Linked DNA regions of Mus musculus: all the other regions are linked to region 3. A link is a contact called in public promoter capture Hi-C data. All regions are on one chromosome and are shown on one strand. Each heading gives the region's core, a stretch centred on a gene start, on an enhancer-like site or on the middle of the called end of the contact. The rest is flanking DNA. Distances are from core to core; before and after follow the strand shown.

Evidence for each region. Promoter capture Hi-C pulls out the DNA fragments that hold promoters and counts their contacts. Capture Hi-C pulls out chosen DNA fragments and counts their contacts.
Region 1: a promoter capture Hi-C map of pre-B cells shows a contact between it and region 3, with 8 times the contacts expected there. The contact joins the promoter of Psmg3 here to the promoter of Ap5z1 in region 3. A contact is called at or near these places in 4 of 39 promoter capture datasets (embryonic stem cells, liver and pre-B cells).
Region 2: a promoter capture Hi-C map of adipose tissue shows a contact between it and region 3, with 4 times the contacts expected there. The contact joins the promoter of Zkscan14 here to the promoter of Ap5z1 in region 3. A contact is called at or near these places in 2 of 9 other capture datasets (adipose tissue and liver).
Region 4: a contact with region 3 is called in a promoter capture Hi-C map of liver, with 5 times the contacts expected there. The contact joins the promoter of Pdap1 here to the promoter of Ap5z1 in region 3. A contact is called at or near these places in 2 of 39 promoter capture datasets (embryonic stem cells and liver) and 1 of 115 datasets of contacts at active chromatin or transcription factors (bone marrow-derived macrophages).

Annotation. Positions count from the first base shown.
Region 1 is chr5:139,825,228-139,828,197 of GRCm38.p6, forward strand. It overlaps Psmg3 (proteasome (prosome, macropain) assembly chaperone 3), which reads right to left and starts at 1,667. Exons shown (of 3, transcript NM_025604.4): 1 at 1,495-1,667; 2 at 901-1,137. The coding sequence starts at 1,116.
Region 2 is chr5:145,200,407-145,203,176 of GRCm38.p6, forward strand. It overlaps Zkscan14 (zinc finger with KRAB and SCAN domains 14), which reads right to left and starts at 1,476. Exons shown (of 3, transcript NM_023322.2): 1 at 874-1,476. The coding sequence starts at 1,269.
Region 3 is chr5:142,462,574-142,465,571 of GRCm38.p6, forward strand. It overlaps Ap5z1 (adaptor-related protein complex 5, zeta 1 subunit), which reads left to right and starts at 1,358. Exons shown (of 17, transcript NM_172725.2): 1 at 1,358-1,562. The coding sequence starts at 1,522.
Region 4 is chr5:145,138,711-145,141,460 of GRCm38.p6, forward strand. Pdap1 (PDGFA associated protein 1) reads right to left here and starts at 1,315. Exons shown (of 6, transcript NM_001033313.4): 1 at 1,257-1,315. The coding sequence starts at 1,269. Bud31 (BUD31 homolog) reads left to right here and starts at 1,666. Exons shown (of 6, transcript NM_001310771.1): 1 at 1,666-1,732; 2 at 2,595-2,726.

The DNA of each region.
Region 1 (2,970 bases), core at 417-2,916, 2.6 Mb before region 3:
TTGTAGCAGTCAGCTTTCTCTGTCCACTGTGGGATTGTGAGACTGTACTCAGACTATCAGGCTTGCATACCCTTTAGCCCCTGAGCCAACTCAATGCTCCCTGCCTTTCTAACAGAGGGTGTCATGTAGCCCAAGCAAGCCTTATGGGAATGAAACTGAACCCTGATTCTCCTGATCCCACCTCCCAAGTGCTGGGACTACAGCAGCCAGCATGTCACCATAACCAGTAGTTTGCTTTATTTCTTCTCCTTCTTTTTTGCTTATGCAGGGAGAATAAGGTCTATCCCTTAGCTGGCCTCAGCTCAGTCTGATCACAAACTTGTAGCAATTTTTCTGCCGCAGCCTCCCCCTGAAAGGATTACAGGTGTGTATAGTCACACTGGGGACAAACACTGTCTGCTCCTAATGCTTTCCTTAAGAGACCTAGGCCAGCGTCTCACGCTTTCCCCAAACCCCCTAAGCTAGGACAACAGTGATTCAGAGCACCACGTGGACTGCATAAAGCAGACAGAGGGAACTGCCCAGGAGGCAGTATTAAGACTTTTCCTTGGTACCTCTGCCTACCGTCTCTCTGGTTACTCCTAATCAAGACAGACAGGCCTGCAAAGGGAACTGTTGTCAAGACTCAAGAAGCAGACATAAACATAGAGCCATCAGGACAGGGTCAAACTGAGGAAATGGCTATGTCATAAAAATCAATCCCTCCCCGAGTGTTGAGTAAAATGCTAACACGCTGGGAAAAGCATCACTCGAGCCAGCCAGGACACCCTCAGTCCAGAATGGCCCTGGAAAATGCTCACTGCGCATAGTTTGGGTACGTATGGAGTTGTGCCTATCAGGCACCCCATATCCCTATGGACAAATGACAGCAGAAAAAAAGATGCTCTCAACTCCCATTACCTCGTCCTGCCCGAGGAGGACTCTCGTGGTGAGCACTGGCTTGCTGATGTCATTGGCCACATTGCTGGGCTCCAAGGACACTAGCGTACCCATCTTCCCGAACTGGGTCACCACAACTAGGATGTGGCTGCTGAAGGCCGTGCAGACCACCTGGGTGGGCACACCGCACACCACTTCTGTCTTCTGTTTAGATACTACCAGTGGTTTGTCTTCCATGGTCCCGTTCTTCAGCGGAGGCTTTAGTTTTAAAAGAAAAGAAAACAAGGGATGGAGCAATCAGAATCGGACACAACCTGGAGCTCGACAGCAGAAATGACAAGCGGCCCATTCCAAGCTGCACGTGGTGGCACATGTCTGCCATCCCAGGACAGGGGACGCTGAGGCTGGAGAAGTCCCAGTTCGAGGCCAGCCTGAGCTACATGGGGGAGACCCTGTTATCAATACCACGCCCCAACCCAAAAGCGAGTGCGCGCATGCTCGTGCGGGCTTTTGTGAGCGTCTTTGTCCCGCCGCACTGCTTGCGATGACCGCCATCCCCGCGACTAGCTGTCCCACTTCCAGATTATCAGGGATGAGGAAAACGGCCGAGCTCACCGGGGAGCCCCGACGGCGCAGGACTGGGGATGGCTGGATCACTACTGACAGCAGTTGGGACCGAAACCCTCGGCAACCAGCGCTCACCCCACCAGCAGCGCCAGAAAGCGGTTTCAGGGAGCAACTAAGCCAGCAATGGTTTAGCAGAAGTCCCGGCGAGAACTTCCGGTTCCTGTCCGTTGGGCCTAAGGTCCGTAGGCCACGGCAGTCCCAGGGCCTAAGGTTCCGTGCTGCAAAGGAGCCGTCCAGGCTTCGTGTTAAAGGGACAGTGTGCCTCTCCGAGCTCCAGGATCTCGGTGGCGGTGCTTGACCACCTGTGTAGGGAGCTTTGTGTCCTAGCTGTGGACACAAAATAATATTTGTTTTAATATTATTAATATTTTAATATTTGTTTTCACTTGGTGTGTACCTGGCTTTGGCTAAGGCACACTTAATATACAGTAACTTGTTTCGTCTGTTTGTCTGTCAGTTTTGCCTCTTTTAGTCACGGTATCTCCGTGTAGCCCTAGTTGTCCTGGAACTCACTATGTCGACCAGGCTGGCCTCAAACTCACATATCCTCCCGAGTTCTAGGATTATTTCCTCCTCCTCCTCCTCCTCCTCCTCCTCCTCCTCCTCCTCCTCCTCCTCCTCCTCCTCCTCCTCCTCCTTCTTTTCCTCTTCTCCTCCTCCCCCTCCTCTTCTGTTTTTTGAGACAGGGTCACAAGTACCCTAGGTTGATCAAGGAAAATATTGAACTCCTGATTCTCCTTCCAAGTGCAGGGATGACAGGAACACACCCCACACATGGTTTGCTGGTGTGGGGATAACATCCAGGAGTTTATGTATGCTACGCAAGCATTCACAAACTGAGCCAAATCCCAACCATCATTTTTTTCTCCTTCCCTCTTTCTTTCATTTTTTTCCTTTTTTCTTGTGGGTATCGAGGAGCAAGTCTCATTTACACTAATTATTGTTCATCTTGCAGAATACTTAAAAGAATTAAACAGTATTTGTTTGTTTGTTTATTTATTTGCATGAGTATTTTTGCCTTCCTGTATATGGTGTCATGTGCATGCAGTACCCACAGAGGCCAGAAGAGGGTGTTGTGTTTCCTAGATTTGGAGTTACAGACAGTTATGTGCTGCCATGTAGGTGATGGGAACTGAACCTGGTCCTCAGCAAGAGCAACAAGTGGTGCTCTTAATGGTGACCTGTTAAATCAAAGCACTTTTTTCTTAAAATTATAGACTGTAAATTGAGCATATCCCCCTTCCCTCTATCTTCCCTTTTCTCCCCTCCTTCCTGTTTGTTTTCTTAAATGTACACCACACACACACACACACACACACACACACACACACACACACACACGGTTCAGTGTGACTATGTAAAATCTAGGCCCCACCAGTCAGAGAAAACATATGGTGTCTGTCTTTCTGAGACTGGCATAATTTGCTTAACACGATTATCTTCGGTTTCATCTACTTTCAAGAA
Region 2 (2,770 bases), core at 226-2,725, 2.7 Mb after region 3:
TCCCTCGTGCTGAGATGGAAAAACATAGCTAAAGTATAAAATGGCATTTTGTGGGGAGGATCTAAAGAATATTTTGAGATTAGCTTTTCACGAGCAGGAGAGATGAATCAGAAGAGTGCTTCCTGTTTCTCTAGAAGACTGACCTGTGTTACGTGCCCAGTACCCACATTAGGCAACATACAACAGCACGTGATTCCAGTTCCAGGGGTCTACTACCTTGTTCTGTGCTCCTTGATCACCCCTACACGTGTGGCATACACTCATACACATAGTCACACACAGGAAACAAAAATAAAAAGAAACTAGACTTTTTACACTGACAATGATTGTAGATTGTATTCTAAAAGGCACACGCGAGCTCTGTTTCAATTAAGCTAGGAATGATGGTCCACACCTTTAATCCCTGAACTTTGGAGGTACAGTAAAAGTGGATCTCTGTGAGTTAAAGGTCAGTCTGGTATAATATATAATGAGTTCAAGTCAGATAGGGACACACAGTGAGACTCTACCTTTAAGAAAAAAAAAAATCAAACTGTATCTCAAAACCAGTAATAAGTATCAAGAGTATTTATTTTTTCCAAGGTGCCTTCTCATGGACCTAACATATTCAAATATAGGGGCCATTCTCATTCAAAGTGTGTGTGTGTAGACAACCAGGCTGTATTCTCTGAATCATCACGACTGGGCACGCGGGCACGTTAATGCAGATGCCTAGAACATGGCATCAGATCACTTGAAGCTAGAGCTACAGATGGTTGTGAGCCCCCTCTATATGGGGTCCTGGGAACTGAGTTCATTCTCTGGAAGAGCAGCTCAGGGTCTTAAACACTAAGCCATCTCTCTGGTGCCATGCAGAGTCCACTCGAGTCTCACCTGCGGAGAGGCCCGATCCAGTGCTCTTTGCAGAGTCCGCGCCAAGGCCGCAGCCTCCTCCCCACTTTCAGGGCTGTGGTCCCGCACGTAGGCCTGGAGCTCCTGGGGCAGGATGGTGAGGAATTGCTCCAGCACCAACAGCTCCATGATCTGCTCCTTGGAGAGCAGCTCGGGCCTCAGCCACCTCCGACAGAGCTCCCAAAGTCGGCTCAGCGCCTCCTCAGGGCCGGCCACTTCCTGGTAGCGCAACTGCCTGAATTGTTTTCGAGAAGTTTCGGGGTTCTGCCAATCTCCGGAACCGGAGGACTCCTGATTCCCCGGAGAGTCCTCCTCCACCTTCACCGTACAAAGCCCAGCACCGAGAGGTGGCGGGACGACCCCAGAGCCTGCAGCCATTGGAGCCTCTGGACCGTCCAGGTCGAGCTTGTTTTCTAGAAGAGCAAAGCCCAATGACTTCACGGACCTTTTCTGAAACCGAGGCGGAGTGCTACCCTCTTCCAAAAACGAGGCCCAGAAAAGGCCACTACGGACACAGCACACACGCGAACCCGGTCTTCTCAGTTCTCATTTCGGCAGGTGACAGAAAAACAAACCGAAGCGGAAGTGCGTAATTAACCCCGCCTCTGGGAAGAGGCCTCGCCTGCGTAAGGTCTTTCTAAGCGCCCTGGAGGACTAAGATGCATCTCTATGGTTCGCCTTTCTTATTTTACTAAAGGGGCCGCAGGCCACGTCATGACAGTCATGACAGATTGGATGGATGGATGGATGGATGGATGGATGGATGGATGGATGGATGGATGGATGGATGGATGGATGGATGGATGGATGGATGGATGGATTAGATAGATAGGGGGTCCTACACAGAGAAAAAAATTGTCTTGAAAAAAATAAATATAAATAAATAAATTTTAAAAAAAAGATGGATTGGTGAGATGGTTCAGCGGTTAAAGACACAGGCTGCTCTTTTAGAGGATCTAGGTTTAATTACTGGCTCCCACAACATGGTGCAGGTCAAACAGCCATAAATAAAGTAAAACTATATCTATATCTACATCTATCTATCTATATACACATGTATATTTTTCTTTTAATTACTTAAAAATTGTTTTTGACTCTTTGAGACAGGGTTTTTTTGTATAGTCCCGGCTATGGAAACTAGCTCTGGGAACTAGACTGGCCTCGAACTCACAGAGATCTGCCTGCCTCTGCCTCCCCAGTTCTGGATTTAAAACCTTGTGCCACAACAGACAGGTAAAATAAATAAATCACGTTAAACCAAAACCAAAAACACCCCAGAGAACCAGAGTTTAGTTCTGACACCACAGGAACAAGCACACTTACTCTAATCCCAAGAGATCTGACTGCCCTCTTCTGGCATCCTGTGGCCAGTAGGCACACTTGTGATGCATAGATATAATTCAGGCAAGACACTGTACACGTTAAAAAACAAAAAACTCCATCACTCAGGAGGCAGAGGCAGGAAAATCTCTCAGTTTGAGGCCAGCCTGGTCTAGAGAGAAATTCTAGGGTAGCCAGGGTTACATAGAGAAACCCTGCCTGAAAAAACAAACAAATAATTTGAAGTGCATTAGTGGCACACACCTTTAATTTCAGAACTCAGAAGGTAGAGGCAGGCGGGTCTCTGTGAGTTCTAGGGAAGCCTGGCCTACGAGAGTTCCGGGCCAGCCAGAGGCCAGAAAGAGGGCATCGGATACCCTAGAACTAGAATTACTGAAGGTTGTGAACCACAGGAGTGATTTAGAGTGAGATGGCCCGCTAGACAGTCCCGGGTACACCTCAAAATACAGTTTGCTTCAGTCGTGGATTTGAGAGATGCCCTTCCCTCCGCCCCCAGTGTTGTGACCTTAGTTCTGTAACTAGGTCTTCCACTGATGGC
Region 3 (2,998 bases), core at 108-2,607:
CAGAGCCCCTGGCATTCATCCTGACACTCAGCCAGGTGAGAAACAACCCACTTGTCCCTTTTTTCTGTGTACATGTTTTTGGGTGTGACTGCACCTGTGTGTGTATTTGTGTGGAGGCAGAGGACAACCTCAGCTGCTGTTCCTCAAGTGGGGTGTGTGTTCACATGCAGAGGCATAGGCATATGTACACTGGCCACAGGAGACGTGAGCAGATCAGAGGACAGCCTTCAGGTGCCCACCCTCATGGCTACTTACACCTTGTCTGAGACAGATTCTCTTTACCATCTCATAAGCCAGGGCGGCTTATCCTCCAGCCTCAGGAGAGTCTCCTGCCTCCTCCATCTCCTGTAGGTGTGCTGGGATTACAAATCCTTACACTACTGGGCTCAGGTTTTATGTAGCTTCTGAGGACCCAAACTCAGCCTGTCAGGCCTGTGTGTCAATCACTTTCAGGTTCTGAGTCTTCTTTCTTGCCCTACCTCTTCTCTGAGACAGAATCTCTCGTTGGCCTGGGACTTGCCAAGTAAGCTAGGGCCGGCCAGCAACCCTTAGGGATACTCCGATCTCCACTTCCTCAGTGCTGGGACTGCAAGTGTGGGTTTTATTTTTATATGGCCACCCAGGGATGGAACTCAGGTACTCATGTTCACTTTTACCAGCTGAGCCGTTTCTACTTCTGCCCGTTTCTCCCTGAAGCCTTGCTTATTACTAGGCCATGAGCACTAGGTATTGATTGGCAAGAGCCAGAAAGACACGGGTCCAAGTGTCTTTCCCACTGTGACAGCTCCTCAGTCTACTACCAGTTTCCTTTTTCTGTGTGTGCAATAGGCACCCATCTCCCAACCCAAATAGGTGAATAGTGCCAGGGCCTCATCTTAAAACCCAAGACTAGCAAGACATTGGGTATTTCTGCAGCAAAGAGCCTGACAGAATTTATAAAACGTGTCTGCCATACAGCTTTTGCTAAGGATGTTCTTTCTCTGCCACCAAGTCGCGCCCCCAGCCTCTCACTGGGGTAAATCTAGTCACCCTACTGCTAAACTATGTGCCTGCCTAGTCTCTCCAGGTCTAGAGTCTACCACTGGCAGTTCCGGGATCAAAGGAAACTGTTTCGGAGCCAGGAGTTCTGGGTTCCAAGGACCACGGTTCCATGACTCCCTGGCTGCTGACTGACGTGGAGAGAAGCCCAGGAGCTAGGCGGGAACTGGCTTCTGTACTGCAATATTTTGGCCAAGGCCTCCGCCCCGCCCCGCCCACCTGCCGCAGGACCGGAAGCTGGTCTGTCTTTTGCGCGGGGGAGTGGGAGGGATGGCCCTCCCACGTGGTGTGGCACCGGAAGCCGTCAGCTAGCGCTCCAGATTCTCCCACGTGATCCAGCCAGGACGCGGGAGGGTGGTGGCGGGGGTAAGAGGTGGGGCGAAAGAGGGCAGACACAGTCCGGTCACATGACACGTCATGTGACACGATCCCGGAAGTCCGCGGCAACGTTTCGGGCACTGGTGGGCTTGGAGCCGTGTCGGCATGTTCTCGGCGGGCGCGGAAAGTCTGCTGCACCAGGCCAGGTCTGCCGATCTGGGGCTGGGGCCACGGGGCGTGAGACGAAGCCGGGGAGGAGCGGGGAGGCGGTGGTCCCGCTGCACGGTTCGGGTCTCCGTGTGGCGCCGGGTCCGGGGCTCAGGGCGACCTGCGTGGAATGTGAGGCGCACAACTCAGCTAAGGGATCCTCCTCATCGTGTCTGGGTCCATGCTAGTGCTGACCCTGCACTGAGAGTCTAGGTTCTTTCCCAAATAGCCAGCCCAAGACTTGGTGGTACGTGATTCAGCGAAGGAAACGACTACCCGAAGCCCAGACCTGATGCATTTGGTAAACTGAAAATGCAAAGGGACAAATCTGGACTCTGAGCTGGGCCACTCGTGGGGAAAGTTTAGAATGGTTAAGATCTCTGGGATCTCCCAGAGCCTGAAAGAGTTAAAAGTCTGGAGTCTACGAACAAGACAGTACTCCGAAGACAGAGGGACTTAATAGGTAAATGACCTTGCCACCAAGCCTGACTCTCTCGATTCGACCCCCGGGGCTCGGGGAGGAAGAAGAAAATCAACTCCAGCAAGTTGTCTTTGGATCTCCACTCGAGCACCCCAACATGTACATAAATAAATGTAATAAATTAAAAAACAAAGACAGTTTTCTTAAGATCTATTAGGAAAATGGTTGGTGACCCAGCCACACAGTCTCCCCATGGGCCCACAGCCCTCCTTTGCCTTCAGTACTGGGTGGGTACTTTTCATTTTTAAGCAGTAACCTTTTCATGCCAACACAAAAATAACGCTATCCTGTCTCATAGCATCTGTGGTTTATCACTGCCCCAGTTGGGTACAACCCTGGGCCATTTGTATCTCCTTTTGCTCACCCAGCCTGTTCTCTAGGTGCCTCAATAAGACTCTGGGTGGAGGATGCAGGAAACAAAGCAGGCGAGGGTGGTAGGAAAGCTACTGGAGACCTTCCTCGGCCTGGGACATGTGGTACCTGCAGAGACAGTGCAGAACCAAGTTCAAGTACCTGACAGACAGGCTCAAAATGGGGGCAGTTTGCAAACCATCAGCCCTGTCAGGACACCATAGTGGGACTGTCAGCCATGATTTAGGAAGTTGGGGGCTCTCTTCCTCAGCGCCCACAGACAACTGATCCATTTATTTATTTATTTAGAGATGGCTGAGACAGAGTTTTACTGTGTGGCCCCTGAAACTCACTCTGTAGACCAAGCTGGCCTCAGACTCACAGAGATCCACCTGCCTCTGCCTCCCAAGTGCTGGGATTAAAGGCGTGCGCCACCACCACGCTGGGCAATTCCTTCATCATGGCCCTTTATTTTGTGGTGCTGGGAAGGAACCCAGCATGCATGTAGGCAGGCACCCCTTCCACCTCTTTTCCTTCCTTTTAAGCTTGGAATAGAAGCAAGGAAACACATTTCCACACTGAAGCCCGGCTCAGTCCTAGAGT
Region 4 (2,750 bases), core at 65-2,564, 2.7 Mb after region 3:
ATCTGCCTGCAAAGCTTCCCAGAAATCAAGACTAAGTCCATTAGCCATGATTTCATATTCAAGACTGCCGAACTGTAATTCTCAACCTTGGAGTCAGGAGCTGAAAAAAGTTCCTTTGCCTTTTAAAGATGAGACTGTGAAACAAAGACAGTGCTCCTCTAGACGCAGGATAAATCAGCAGAGAACTAGATTTAGACACACTTGGCCCTGTAGAGCCTAATATCTGAATATTGACAGGAAGCAATTTAAGCTTGAAAATCTCCAGGCAGATGTTCCTGTGGGCTCACTGCATTAACTGGCTTAACACGTGAGCTGCCAACATTTACTGAACATCTGTTCTGTGCTGGGAGCTAGCCAGGCCCTTAGAGCGATTTATTCTGCCACCGTAACTCCTGTCCGCCTGTCTCCTACTCATCCAACTAAGCCTTATTAATACCCCTGTAGTTCAGATGAAGAAAACGAACTGGAAAAGTTTTGTTTGAGGCCACAGACTTAAGATGTGATATATCTGGTATTCAAACCCCTGATTCTAAGGGGTGAAACCAATGTACGATGGGAAACACTTGTTTTCTTGGTCTCTACACACAGTAATAGCTGAACATTTAGGGGCTGCGGGGCACTGGGCTGAGTACGTGGGCTACCTAGTTTATGCCTCTCTCATAACAGGAGGAAAATATAATCAATGTCCCCCACCCCAACCCCCTTTTTGGAAACGACAAAACCGGGACACAAAGAAGTTAGGCGACTGGCTCAGAAGCACATCCTTAGTGGCTACGGTGCAAGGAGAGAATCAGAGCCAGGTCCCACATCATCAAGTCAAGGTCTTATTATGAGGCAGGCGTGGCTCCTCAAAAGCTCCACAAAAGCCACATTTTATGCTCGAGGCAGCCAGGCACCGCACCAGCGCGGGACGCGGTGACTCAGTCTCCGGCCAGCCAAATGGGAGGACAAACTTCAGATGCTCCGGAGGCTTGGCCGAGACTCCTGGGTCCTGCTCTCCTCAAGGACAAGGACCCAGCACCCGTGAGTCTCCTCAAAAATCCCCGACGGAGAGGCCCTCAACCACTGTGGTCCTCGGCTTCCCAGGCAGGACAATTGAGCGTCGAGGCCCACGCATGGCTGGGAGGCGACGGGGATGGCCTCCTTCAGCGCGGATCTCTTAGAGGCCCCAGACCCGCGGGCTGAGGGGTCCGCGGCAGCCCGCCTACGGCCGCCACTAGAGAAGCCACGCGAACCACGCGCGCCCACCCCCTCACCTCCTTTAGGCATCTCGGCTCCGGCGGCTGCAGCGGCGGCGGCGGCGCCTCGAACTGACACCGGAACCGGAAACTCCTTGGAATCGACTTCTTCCGCCCGGCTTGGTTCCCTCTCCGCGCGCCACTGACGCCGCCACCGCCGCCACGGCTGCGAGGATCTGGGACCTCACACCGAGGCCGGGCTGTCTTGGGAGGTGCCTGAATTCCTGACCAGAATATGTACTGCCAGGAATCCGCGTTCCCCGGTGTCCCTGTCCGAGGAGACACGTAGCCGTGTGGGCCACCCCTACAGGAAGTGAGAGGAAAAGGGCCGTACGGTTTACGGAATTCTACAAAGGCAGCGCCAGGGACACCTAAGATGACGCAATCTCCGCGCGAGGTGGGCGGGGCCCCGCGAGGGCCTTATTCTGAAGAGTTTGTCGCCGGAGCGGAAGCCGTCAATAAAGAAGCAGCGGCCTTAGGTGCTTGAGTTTCCGGTGAGTGTTTCTCTGCTCGGTTCTCGAGTACCGTATCTTTGGCAATGGTTACGGGCAGGAGAGCTGTGTGAGCTGCTTATGCGGCAGAGGCTGGAGTCTCCGATGACTTGCACAGGGGATGGTAAACTTGGGGCTCGCTCTTTCTCTCTCTGCGTGTGTGTTTTTTTCCCACGTCGTTTTCTCTTCCGGGACCGTTTTCTGTCTAAACACCGCTTTTTTTCTCAGATGCTGCTCTTGAGTTTTCTGCCACTGTCCCTTCCGTAACTTCGCTCTTGTTCACCCCTTTTCCCGCTCTTCTACGTCTGTAAACAGCCCAACACAACACCTCTTTCCTCCTGATCCGATCGCCTCTTCGTTTTACCTCTCCCCGGCCCCGAGAGCCTCTCGGGTTGAGTCCTCCTAGGTCAGGAGAAAGTGATTCTCTAATCAGGCTGTGCGCCCTGGGAAGGGCTCAGAGTCAATCTATCTTTTAACGTAAGCGCTGGAAAAACCAGAGCAAAGACCACTGATGGGGAAGTCAGGAGCCTCTAATCTGTTAGACTCACTGGTTGTCAGCAATGTGACCCTGAGTCCACGTCTTAAGAGTTTTATTCTTAATTTATTAAATTGTTAAGAAGGGGTGTGGGAATAGGGGATTGTAAAGTGTCAGTCACCATACAGTGGATGGGACTAAAGACAGTTTTGAGCAGATGAGTCTGTTATGCTGATAGGTTACTCTTTGCCAGCTAGAAAGCTTTATGCAATCGGAAGAAGAAGAAAACAGCGTTTCTATTTAGATTTTGACTGGCCTGCTTTGTTGTTCTAAAAAGAGAGATTTTTGGCGGCTATTTAACGTGTGTAATCTACTGCTTTTATTCTACAGATGAGACAGAAGACTGCAGAAGAAAAGTGATCTCCCCCAGAGTCACAGAATAGTTGGTAAATCTGGACAAGAACACAGCTTTGTAACTGTGAAGACCAAGAATTTTTTTTATATTACTCTCAATACCCAAAGGTATTGTGCATTCCTTCTTTCCTT